Regions from separate parts of the Sus scrofa genome. Here regions 1, 2 and 4 are each linked to region 3. A link is a contact called in public HiChIP or PLAC-seq and promoter capture Hi-C data. All regions are on one chromosome and are shown on one strand. Each heading gives the region's core, a stretch centred on a gene start, on an enhancer-like site or on the middle of the called end of the contact. The rest is flanking DNA. Distances are from core to core; before and after follow the strand shown.

The links. Promoter capture Hi-C pulls out the DNA fragments that hold promoters and counts their contacts. HiChIP or PLAC-seq counts read pairs in DNA pulled down with a chosen protein or histone mark.
Region 1: a contact with region 3 is called in a promoter capture Hi-C map of liver, with 4 times the contacts expected there. The contact joins the promoter of SBNO1 here to the promoter of ZCCHC8 in region 3. A contact is called at or near these places in 1 of 5 promoter capture datasets (liver) and 2 of 2 datasets of contacts at active chromatin or transcription factors (alveolar macrophages and skeletal muscle).
Region 2: an H3K27ac HiChIP or PLAC-seq map of skeletal muscle shows a contact between it and region 3, with 4 times the contacts expected there. The contact joins the promoter of C14H12orf65 here to the promoter of ZCCHC8 in region 3. A contact is called at or near these places in 1 of 5 promoter capture datasets (liver) and 1 of 2 datasets of contacts at active chromatin or transcription factors (skeletal muscle).
Region 4: a contact with region 3 is called in an H3K27ac HiChIP or PLAC-seq map of skeletal muscle, with 8 times the contacts expected there. The contact joins the promoter of DDX55 here to the promoter of ZCCHC8 in region 3. A contact is called at or near these places in 1 of 5 promoter capture datasets (fetal skeletal muscle) and 1 of 2 datasets of contacts at active chromatin or transcription factors (skeletal muscle).

What each region holds. Positions count from the first base shown.
Region 1 is chr14:29,557,750-29,560,449 of Sscrofa11.1, reverse strand. SBNO1 (protein strawberry notch homolog 1) reads right to left here and starts at 1,347. Exons shown (of 31, transcript XM_021073996.1): 1 at 814-1,347.
Region 2 is chr14:29,657,474-29,660,173 of Sscrofa11.1, reverse strand. C14H12orf65 (probable peptide chain release factor C12orf65 homolog, mitochondrial) reads left to right here and starts at 1,268. Exons shown (of 4, transcript XM_001928287.6): 1 at 1,268-1,418. MPHOSPH9 (M-phase phosphoprotein 9) reads right to left here and starts at 1,146. Exons shown (of 24, transcript XM_021074060.1): 1 at 963-1,146.
Region 3 is chr14:30,263,124-30,265,823 of Sscrofa11.1, reverse strand. It overlaps ZCCHC8 (zinc finger CCHC-type containing 8), which reads right to left and starts at 1,301. Exons shown (of 15, transcript NM_001190154.1): 1 at 1,086-1,301. The coding sequence starts at 1,284.
Region 4 is chr14:29,387,496-29,390,195 of Sscrofa11.1, reverse strand. It overlaps DDX55 (ATP-dependent RNA helicase DDX55), which reads left to right and starts at 1,411. Exons shown (of 13, transcript XM_003359086.4): 1 at 1,411-2,660. The coding sequence starts at 2,553.

The DNA.
Region 1 (2,700 bases), core at 98-2,597, 710 kb after region 3:
AGGGTTCAGGAACATCCAAATCTCCTCCGCGGTTAAACCGACCCCAAACCACTTCTGGGAAACCACCAGCGTATACTGGTTTGGGGAACTTTAGATGCTCGTTACGCCAAACGCTCTCAAAGTAAGCAAATCCCGGACCGCCTTTCCCTCCCTATAGATTCTTACTTAGGGTCCAAGAGGCGAGCGAACAAGCTCCAGGCAAAATTAACCTAATCACTGGGTGAAGCGTGAAGGTGGCCCCACGTGTCCCACGTACCGTCCCTACTGCCCTGAGAGCAAGGTAACAAGCAAACCGTAGGTGTGGGGGTCCACATCTTGGGCAACCCTGTCGCCTTCCGCACTCGCCCCGAACCAAAGCAATCCTCCAGCGGAAGACTTTTGAAGGGTTGTGGAGCTCACTTTCCTACGAGTCCGGGACCTCGCATCCCCTGGTCGAGACGGGGGAGCACGGGGGGCGATCCCGGCAGAGCCAGAGCTGGCGTCCGCAAACGCTGCCTCCTCGCCCAAACGGGGTGCCTTCGGTCTGGGACAGCGGGGCCCCAGGAGCCCGACAGCCCCACGCGCGGCGACCGCAGGGCCCGGCGCTGACCGACGGAGGAAGCCAGCGCGTCGGGGCCGCGGCCGGGACCGTGCCTCCGAGGACCCCGGGGCACGCAGCTGAGAGGGCAGCGAGGGGCGCGGGAGGCCCGAAGCCGGGGTGAGGTGGCGGCCCCCCCCAGCCTGGCCCCACACGGCCCCCTGAGGAGGGTGGGAGTGGGAGGCTGTCCGGGAGGAGGAGTGTGGAGACATAAAAGGGCTACAGGGAGGACTTACTTTCCCCACAGGATCTGACGCTGGAACACCTTCTCCCGGGCGGCGACAGCTTGAAGGACCAGAGGCGACTGGAGCGGAGGCGGCGGTGGCGGCGGCAGCAGCAGCGTCCGGCTCTGCCTACCTCCCCGCCGCCATCTTGACGCCCCTCCCCCAACCCCCCCCGCCCCACCGGGAGGGGGTGGGGCGACGGATGAGGCGCCGCGCGCACGCAGCGCGCGCCGCAGGACCCACGTGACTTCCTCCCTCCCCCCCCACCGCAAACCCCAGCCCCTCTCTCCGCCCCGCCTCTCTCCTAGGTGAAGGAAGATGATTTCCCCCCCCATCTTGGCCGCCCCCCGCCTTTTCCGCCAAGCACGGACTCCACCGGCTCCCGCCGACCCTGTACCAGTGGTTGAATCCAAAGGAATTCTGGAACCCAAACGGTCCATTATCGCGGCTCCGGGGTGGGCGAGGGGTGAGGGGGCCGGGTTTCCGAGAAGGGGGAGGGGGGGAAGACGAAGGCCGCCTAGGAGAGTCACGTGTCTACTGCTTCCGCCGGCGTTTGAAAGAATCGCGAGAGTTCGTTTTCCCCTCCTTTTCTCCCTCGCGGCATGTCGGGAGGAAGGTCTGTTCTGGGTTGCCCCGAGCAGGTCAGCCGGTGGGCCGTGCGCATGCGTCCCACACCTGCTTTCAACGTCGGGCAAGGAGGGGCTCGAAGCTGTTTTCGAAACCTTTTTGGTGCGTGGCTATGGCTCAGGAAGTTACCTAGTGGCGTCTTTGTCACTTTGAAAAACTCGTTACCTTAGTTAATTCTAGCAAGAAATTCTCGTAATGATTTCTTGTTAGGCTCTCCTAAAGCACTTTATTCAATGTGAGACCGCAAGGAACTCGGAGCCCCTCTACTGCTCCGACTGCTACAATCATATCCTAATGAGTGAGAGCGCAGTCAGCTCGGTTTCCTTTTTTCTCGCGCACGCACACACACACACACCTGGTAACCTGAACAAACTATTGCTCTGAATTAATGATTGCTGCATATCTGTCGCTACCGCCTCTCACTTCCTTATTTTTGTATTATCCATTATGATGATTATTATTGCTACTACTTTTAAGTGATCTAACAGAATAAACAAATTAACTTCTTGGTAACCCTTTTGTAAAGTCATTCTGAGAATGCTGTTTGAACCCGTTGCTTAGGTAATAGGCACGCCTAGGTGATTCTTGCCCCCTACTGGCGGTCGCTTTGCTGTCGCCTTGAGCTCAAAGCAGACCTAGTCATTCAAACACTTAGTTGTTAAGGTGTGAGCTCTTCAAGAGACAGTAAGGGGCTAGAGGAAAGGAAAAAAAGTAGTCATGGAGAGAATAATTATGAATCTTTCAACTTAGTGTTTTTATACATAAATATGCATTATATATGTATGCATGTAAATAAACATTTTAAAATGCCAACAAATCACTTTGCTACTGTTACTTTGTTTAATCCTCACACGCACATTAAAAACCTATGAAGGTTGGGGGGGGGTAGTTCCTGTGGTGGCTGAGCAGAAATGAATCTGACTAGCATCCATGAGGATGCGGGTTCCAACCCTGGCCTCGCTCAGTGGGTTGGGGATCTGGTGTTGCCATGAACTGTGGTATAGGTCGCAGAGGGAGCTCGAATCCCACATTGCTGTGGCTGTGGTGTAGGCCAGCAGCTACAGCTCAGATTGACCCCTTATAATAATAATAGTTCCATAAGAACAAGGCCTTCATCTGTCTTGTTCCCTACATTCCACTAGCCTGGTTTATGTCTAGTGTAGATGATGGCAAACAAGCAATTACAAATCTGTCACGTTATGAAAAGAAAGAAATACGAAAGAATGCAGCAAAGAAATCTAAGATGTTGTAGTTAATGCTTCAGTGTCTTTG
Region 2 (2,700 bases), core at 19-2,518, 610 kb after region 3:
GATATAGGAGTTCCCTTCGTGGCTCAGCGGAAAGGAATCTGACTAGGAACTGTGAGAACGCAGGTTCGATCCCTGGCCTTGTTAAGTGCGTTTAGGATCCGGACATACGGTGTAGGTCGCAGACGGGGCTCGGATCTGGCCTGGCTGTGGCTGTAGCCTAGGCCAGTGGCTGCAGCTCCAATTCGACCCCTAGCCTGGGAAACTCCGTATGCGGTGGGTACGGCCCTAAAAAGATAAAAAACCGATACACAATGCAAAATTTTAAAAAGCTGCTGGAGAATGTATATAAGAACTGAGACATTTTTGTATCTTCCAGCAACAAAATATGATGCTTTTGATGTCTCCAGCTCCTAGCAAAAAAAAGGAGTTAACGGGGAAAAGAACAACTGATTCACTGAGAATATGTTAACGAGGCGTTCTGCTTTGTTGGGAACCTGAGAAGGGGGACGGAAGGGATGATTTCAGGTTTTGAGGCCAGATCCTGACATTCTCGTGCTCACAGACGCACCGCAACTGCTGCTGGCGGCTCTCGGATTAAAGTAGGAAGGCGAGGGAGGACCCACGCAGTCGCCTCAACTGTAGACAGTAGAGAGGCCAGAGTTAAAGCCACTGCTCCAACCAATAAACTATAATTATAATCCCCCAAAAGTAAGCAGAGGAAGCTGAGCGGGGGGTGTGGGGGGAGAAAAGCGAAATCCCTCAAGCCCCCCGCCCCTCGGGAAGAGGTGCTCCGCGATTGGGCCGTGAGGATGTCACTCAAGGGCACAGAGTCTAGAAAAGGCTCACGTCCGCAGGCAAAGCCCCACACGCCCGCTGGTTTTGCTGCGGTGGTTTCTGCTGACCGTCGGCTACCCCCGCCCTAACCCATCAGCACACCCAAGGGTCCGCTGAGTTGGTGTCTTCGATATCGCGTCCCCTTTCCCCCGTGACTGGCAGCTCCCCTCAGGCCGGCGGCCGCTTACCTGGCCCCGGCTCTCACTGCTGATGTTACGATCGGGCGAGCGGCCTCTCGCGACCGTTAAACTCGAGGGAGCGTGCGCGCGCCAGACGTCTTAGATGCAATTGGCTGCCCGGAAGGGGGCGGAGACGGCCGAGCCGCGGCCAGCGCGTCGACTTCCAGAGGCCAGTCCCCCAACTCCCAAGGAAGTGGCTGTCGGATGCCTGAGAAAAGAGAGGGGGCGGGGCTGCTGTCAGGTCCTCTCATCTGATTGGCTCTCTGGGAACCTACTGCAGCTACGCGGGAAAGTAGCCTCTGTTTCCCGCATGCGCAGTTAGTAAGATGAAGGGACTCAGGTGAGCGGGGGCTGCGGCAGGAATACCGCGCGTGCGCAGGCCCGGGATCGCGTTTGCTTTCCCGGTCCTGCGATGATTCCGGTTCCTCCAGAACATTGGTGGCGGGAGGCCAGTCCTGAGGTCAGGTAAGCGTCTGCAGAGAAGCCAGGTACCACGATTGCCCACGATCGTCAGGGGCTCCTAGAGAGGACTGGGAACTAGTGCCCCTGAGTTTCCCAGTTCGCAACCCTGAATCGCTCAGCTCATTGACCTGAGGCCAGCCCAGACACCTGAGCTAAATTTTCCCTGAACCTGGTTTACCCTAGGCTGTGGGGATTGGCAAGGGCTCTTCTCGGACCTGAAGTGGGAGAGGAGGAGAGCCCACTTTTGTGGAGAAAACAGTTCCACCGAGGCCCGAGGGCACATGAGCGATGCTCATTTACTCTTTAGGCAGAGCCTTAGGGAGCTGTTAGTGCGCAGCAGGGCTTATTTCAGGCATGGTGGGTGTTCTGCTCTTGCCAGTCCTTTGAAAGGACCAAGGAGAACCCGCATCCCTCCCCGTGGGCCCCCAGCCCGTCTTACACGCGCTGTTCAGTTCTTATTCTTCAGACGAAAGGTTCTTAACCTTTAAGGTACTTCTAGCTGTTAGATTTCCCTTCAGGTGACCTGAGCACACAAGAAAGGGACTTTGCTAGCCCTGTCGTTGAGAAGCCAGGATGGAGAAGATATTTGCCCTTGGAATAGCAAATCTGTGAAGAGACCTTCCATCTGATCTGAGCCTCTTAAGAATACCTAGAATTTTGTTTCAACAGTAAAAATTCAGTCTACCCGAAACTCCATGTGTGAAACATTTCAAGTTTAAATAAATGAAATCCTCCCTCCCCAGTTGTGTAAATCCCCAATCAGTACTGTATGTGTAATACTTAACCAAAATTTAAAAAAAAAAAAATTTTTTTTTTTCTAGCTTACTGCTTGTAGCAGCTTGAAGTAAGATCTCAGCTTCCAGACCAGGGATTGAACCCCAGGCGGTGAATGAGCCAAATTCTAGCCACTAGACCTCCAAGGAACTCCCAAATCAAATTATTTTTAAGCACATGGCTTTCTTTTCAGTGACCATGTTTCAAGCCCCCCCCCCACAAAAGTTTTATCACTAATTTCAGTTGGTTACAAAATTTCTATTTGAGAATTTTGCACTCACAGAAAGATGGGAACGGGAATTCCTGAGACAGTTCTAGGCAGAGGGAGGTATGTTTTCTTGCAAGAAAAATGTTAAGTCCAAAATCAAGTAACGGGGGAGTTCCTGTTGTGGCTCAGCAGTAACAAACCTGACTAATATCCATGAGGATGCATATTTGATCTCTGGCCTCACTCAGTGGGTTAAGGATCCAGCGTTGCCGTTAGCTGCAGTGTAGATTGCACTCTGCTGGG
Region 3 (2,700 bases), core at 52-2,551:
AAAACTAAAACATCATTTTCATCCTTTTAAACGTGATCTTTCTAAGGCAGGTTCATGCAGTTCAAAAGAGACTAACAGACAACCAAAAACGTTATTCAGACAACGGTGTCCTGTCAGAAGTTAAACAGCCACTCACTAAAGATAATTGTCCAAGTCAGCAGCATCATGATTATTCAAATAAAGTACATGCAGCATAAGACACTGTTAAGGACCTAATAAGCTAGGATGGACTCTGTAAAGATCACTGTAAAATCCTTTCAACTTTCCTGTATTTTGAAATTTCTCATAATAAAATGTTGAGGAAAAAGGCATTATAAAAAATGACCTCTTAAACCTTAAAAGATGATTTACCAACCGCTTTCAGGGATCTTTCCATTAGCAAAACTACCTGAACCAAAGTTATCTGTATGAATAGTAAAACAAAACAAAAACCCTCTAAGAATGTGAAAAAACAGTCACACATCTTGCTAGAAAGGCTGTAAACTAAAGACAAACGGAAACTGATTTGGCGCGTCTTCTCTAAACCTTTGCAATACATCTTCACCACGGAAGCTATTTTAAAGTGGAAGAACTTTAAAATGAATCCTCAATGTTCTTCAAGCAATTAACCATTTTTCTTTCCGCGCTTCGAACCCTTAAGGGCCCCGACTCTACATCCCAGGACCCCTCACTTCTGCCCCACTGGAAAGACAGATCTGCGCCAAAGTCTAAACAGCCGGTATCTCCTAACTATAACACGGCTTCATCAACTTTAGCTGGGCTGCAGAAAATGAAGTCGGGTAGTGATTCCAAAGAGAGGAAGACAAGTGGTGAAGAGCCTACAATTTAACAGTTGAAACTGTCCGAAATAACCCTAAAATCCGGCCCCGGAATTGGGGGGGGGGGGCGGGAGGCGCGAATCAAGTCCAGGAGACGCATCCCACTAAGGGAGAGGTCCCGCGCCGAGGCCTGGGGGACAGTTTACGCAATCTGAACCCTAGATTCTCAGCCTGAGTTCTGGCCCTGGTGGAATTTCCGCCCGCGCTCTTCCCGGCACCGCACCCACCACACGCCCGGGTGACACGGCCCAGCGAGGGGAAGGATATTCTCGGCGCGGAGCTGCTCGACGGTTTCCTCGCACTGCCGAAGCCGTTCCCGGAGCTCCGCGTCGCCGACTCCATTCTCATCCTCCTCGTCGCCGTCGTCTTCCTTGAAGCGGGTGTGAACGGGCTTCGGAATCGACTCCTCGGCGTGGTCAAACGCCTCGAACAGCTCTAGATCGCCAAAATCCACCTCCGCCGCCATTTTGGGCTGTGGGAAAAGACACGAGAAGAGGCGGAGCTGGCCACCCGGCCGGCGGCCAAGGTTGTTGGGCGGCACCGCTCTCCCGGCTCCGGCCGATCTAAGCCACCCAGTAGGGTTTCCTCCTAAACGTAGGCCGCCGGAGCTGCACAAGGGGCGGGCCAGTCCTGTGAGACTACAACTCCCAGAATGCAACGGCGTTTCCTCAGACCCACCTCTGAGATTGCTCCGAAGCATGGCATGCTGGGACATGTGGTTTCTAAGCGACTGTTAACTCATTGTTTGCACTGCATACTGGGATTGGTCCTTTTAAAACGTGAAGAAAGCCCAACTAGATCAAAATGTTACGAGTTGTCCCTGTTATGTATCTAAGGCTGAAAAAAATCAGAGCACGATGCATGGTTTATCACATGTTGTGGTTGCGTGCCAAACTAGAGAATAAGGAACTCCAGCTTTGCCATAGGATACATTTGTAATCTTGGAGAAGCTACTTCAGTTGGTTGGTTTTTTTTTTTTTTTTTTTTTTTTTTTTTCCATGAAGCTCAAGCTTTAGGTTACTTTAGCTTTGTCTGTTGTGGCTTTTGGTGGTTTCTCCTTCAATCACCCATTCATTCAGTAACATTTATTTACCACATTCAGTGTGCCAGGTACTGTTCTAGGAGCTGAGAATGCAAGAGTGAGCAAAATAGGGAGTTCCTCTTGTGGCTCAACAGTAACGAACCCGACTAGCATCCATGAGAATGAGAATGAAAGGTTTGGTCCCTGGCCTTGCTCAGTGGATTAAAGATCCGGCATTTCTGTGGCTGTGGTATAGGCGGCTACAGCCCCAATTCAACTCCTAACCTGGGAATTTCATATGCTGTTAAGTGTGGCCCTAAAAAGAAAAAAAAAAAAAAAAAAAAAAAGGAAAAAAATTCCGTATGAAAAGGCAGAGTGGAGCAAGAGGAGGCCCGGGGTGGAACGTTAATTAGGCCAGTACTCAGAGACCATATTAGGCATATTCATTCTTCCCATCCCCAAATTGGTAAGCATTTTAAACAGGTGGTGTGTCTGTGAGCTACAAATTTACATTTTGATAGGATGGTCCTGATTGCATGGTAGGAAAAGAATTGGTGGCAGTCTAGGAGACAGATGGAATAGATTTTTGTAATAAAATCAACAAATGTTAGATTAGGTAGTGGCAAGTGGTGGAGAGTTGGTATTTAATAGAGGATATTTGAAAAATAAAGAACAGAGATAACTCAAGGGTTATGGGGAAGGAGAGGAAAGGGTTGTGAATTATTTGCCAGGATCTGACTTAACAAACTTGAATAAATGATTACTAGAGATAGAGAACAACATATGTTGACCAGGTTTGGAAGCCAAGAGTGAGTTCAATTTTGACTATGATGTACCTTGAGATAATTTTATCCTAAAACA
Region 4 (2,700 bases), core at 162-2,661, 880 kb after region 3:
CACAGCAGCATCTGCAACCTACATCACAGCTCATAGCAATGCTGGATCCTTAACCCACTGAGTGAGGCCAGGGATTGAACCCGCAACCTCATGACTCTTAGTTGGATTCATTAACCACTGAGCCATGATGGGAACTCCTATATATTAATGATTAATTCACATTTGTTAAATACCAACTTTCTAATCATATTTTCTCAGTAATGATGCCTCATAAAGTTATATTTTCTCAGTAATGATGCCTCATAAATATCTGCATTTTTTGTGTCTGTGAATAAAAAATAGTGATTAGGATATTGAGGATAGTGATTAGGAACCTAATTTTAGGTTTCCCTGTGTGGCTTCTTTAATGGGTCATTGTTTTTTTCTTCTCTTTTTTCTTTCTTTTTTTTTGGGTGTCGGGGAGCTCACCTGTGATGTATGAAGTTTCCCAGGCTAGGGGTCAAATCGGAGCTACAGCTGCTGGCTTACACCACAGCCACAGCAATGCCAGATCTGAGCTGCATCTGCAACCTATACCACAGCTCACAGCAACGGGCAACTCCAGATCCTTAACCCATGGAACAAGGCCGGGGATCAAACCTGCAACCTAATGGTTCCCAGTTGGATTTGTTTCCACTGTGCCACCAGTGGAACTCCTGGTGGGTCATTGCTAACATCTTAAGTATTTTTTTCATTTGGGAAAAAACCCAACTGAGTTATTTTCACTCAATCACTTGGTTTATAGATGTGAAAAATAAGTTTAAAAGGGATTAAATGATTTGCCCAAGGCTCCCAGATGAAGAGTGATTGATGGGACCAGAATCTAGATCTCTGCCTCTAGAAATGGTTCCGCTTCCTCTATTACACTAAGGGCTGCTAGTAATGAAACTACTCTGTCCACCACTGTGTGATGCGCCTGGTGTAATGCTAAGCGCTTTATAAACTCTTGTATCATTTAGTTGTCAAAACCTCCATTATCTTGTGTGGTATTATAATTCTCATGGAAGTGAGAAAGATGCTTAGGAGTTCCCGCCATGGTGCAATGGGTTAAGAACCTGTCTTCGGAGGCTTGGGTTCAACCCCTGGCCTGGGACAGTGAGTTAAAAGACCTTGCGTTGCTGCGCTTGCAGCGACGGTTGCAGCTATGGCTCAGATTCAGTCCCTGGCCTGGGAAGTTCCATATGCCGTGGATGTGACCATTAAAAAAAAAAGGAGTTCCTGTTGTGGCTCAGTGGTTAACGAACCCAACTAGCATCCATGAGGACGAAGATTCCATCCCTAGCCTTGATCAGTGGGTTAGGGATCCAGCATTGCCATGAACTGTGGTGTAGGTTGCAGACTTGTCTCAGATCCCACGTTGCTGTGGCTCTGGTATAGCCTGGTGGCTGCAGCTCCAATTGTACCCTTAGCCTGGGAACCTCCACACGCCTCGGGTTTGGTCCTAAAAAGACAAAAAGATGGGGAAAAGAAAGCTTGGGAAGTGTCCTAGGTCCCTAGATAAAAAATTAGTAAATAGACCTCCCAAATGCAAATTCAGCTATACTCTTTCCCTCTGTCTTTGCTTTCAGACCTGTCCGGAATTCCTATTTTGTCAAACAGTTGTCAAAGGCATTTTGAGGATGTGATGATCACATTAAATGAAAATGTTGCCTCAGGCTTTTCTCTTTCACTTTGTCTAGTTTGAGGTGCCTGAGTACTATTCTCATTTATTCATCCCCAACTGACTGCTGTGTGCTACCAGTTGTAGCCACTGAGATACAGAAAACGGAGAAAAATCCCCATCGTGGGATTCACCTTTTAGTGGGGGAGATTGACCTAATAGGTAAATTATATGGCATATTAATGGTTAAGTGCTATGGGAAAAAAATAAAGTAGGGTAAGTAGTTTTAGTGATTAGGAAGGAAGACTTCACTGAAATGGTATTTGAAAAGTCCTGATGGTTGTCAGGGAACAAGCCAATCCGAAGATACTGGCCCAGCACATAATAACTGGTCAGTAAAAGCTTGCTGACTGACTGTACGTGGAGGAGTCAATCAATCCAGTGCTGAACACAGGAGTAAGATACAAAGTTCGTGTTTAGGTCTTTGACCTAACTTCTTGGAAGTAAATCATTTGTTACACACTAGGCAGTGGATCCCCCATCCACAGCCTCTTTTGCGTATCTGTTAACCCGGGGCTCCGGGAATGGGGTACATTTCCGACTACTCTCTGCAGCCTCATTGGACTCGGTCCTGTCCTTTGGACAGTTATGTCATGCTGCCACCTGCCTCCGACAAGCGGGGAAAGTGTGCAAGCCGAGGCAAAATCCCTCTTCCCAAATGCCTGTTCGGTAGGAAAGACGCCCCGAGCCCAAGTGGCTGCGCTAAACAGATAACACAACTACGGCCCGGCCCTCCTCTGTCCACTTTCATTAGCGGGAGGCCCTCTTTCTCCTCTCTAGCGGCCAGAGCGCCTTTCCTGCCCTCCCGGAACTATGCGACTGCAGCACGGTTCCCGGTCGGCCCAGTTGGCAGCCGGAAGCGGAAGTGCGCCCGGGAGAAGTCCGAGTGGTAGATGCGGTGGCGGAGAGAGCCATGGAGCACGTGACGGAGGGTTCCTGGGAGTCGCTACCCGTGCCGCTGCACCCGCGGGTGTTGGATGTGCTGCAGGAGCTGGGTTTTCCGTACATGACGCCGGTGCAGGTACTCAGCGCGGGCGGTGGGGAGGAGGGCCCTCGGCGCG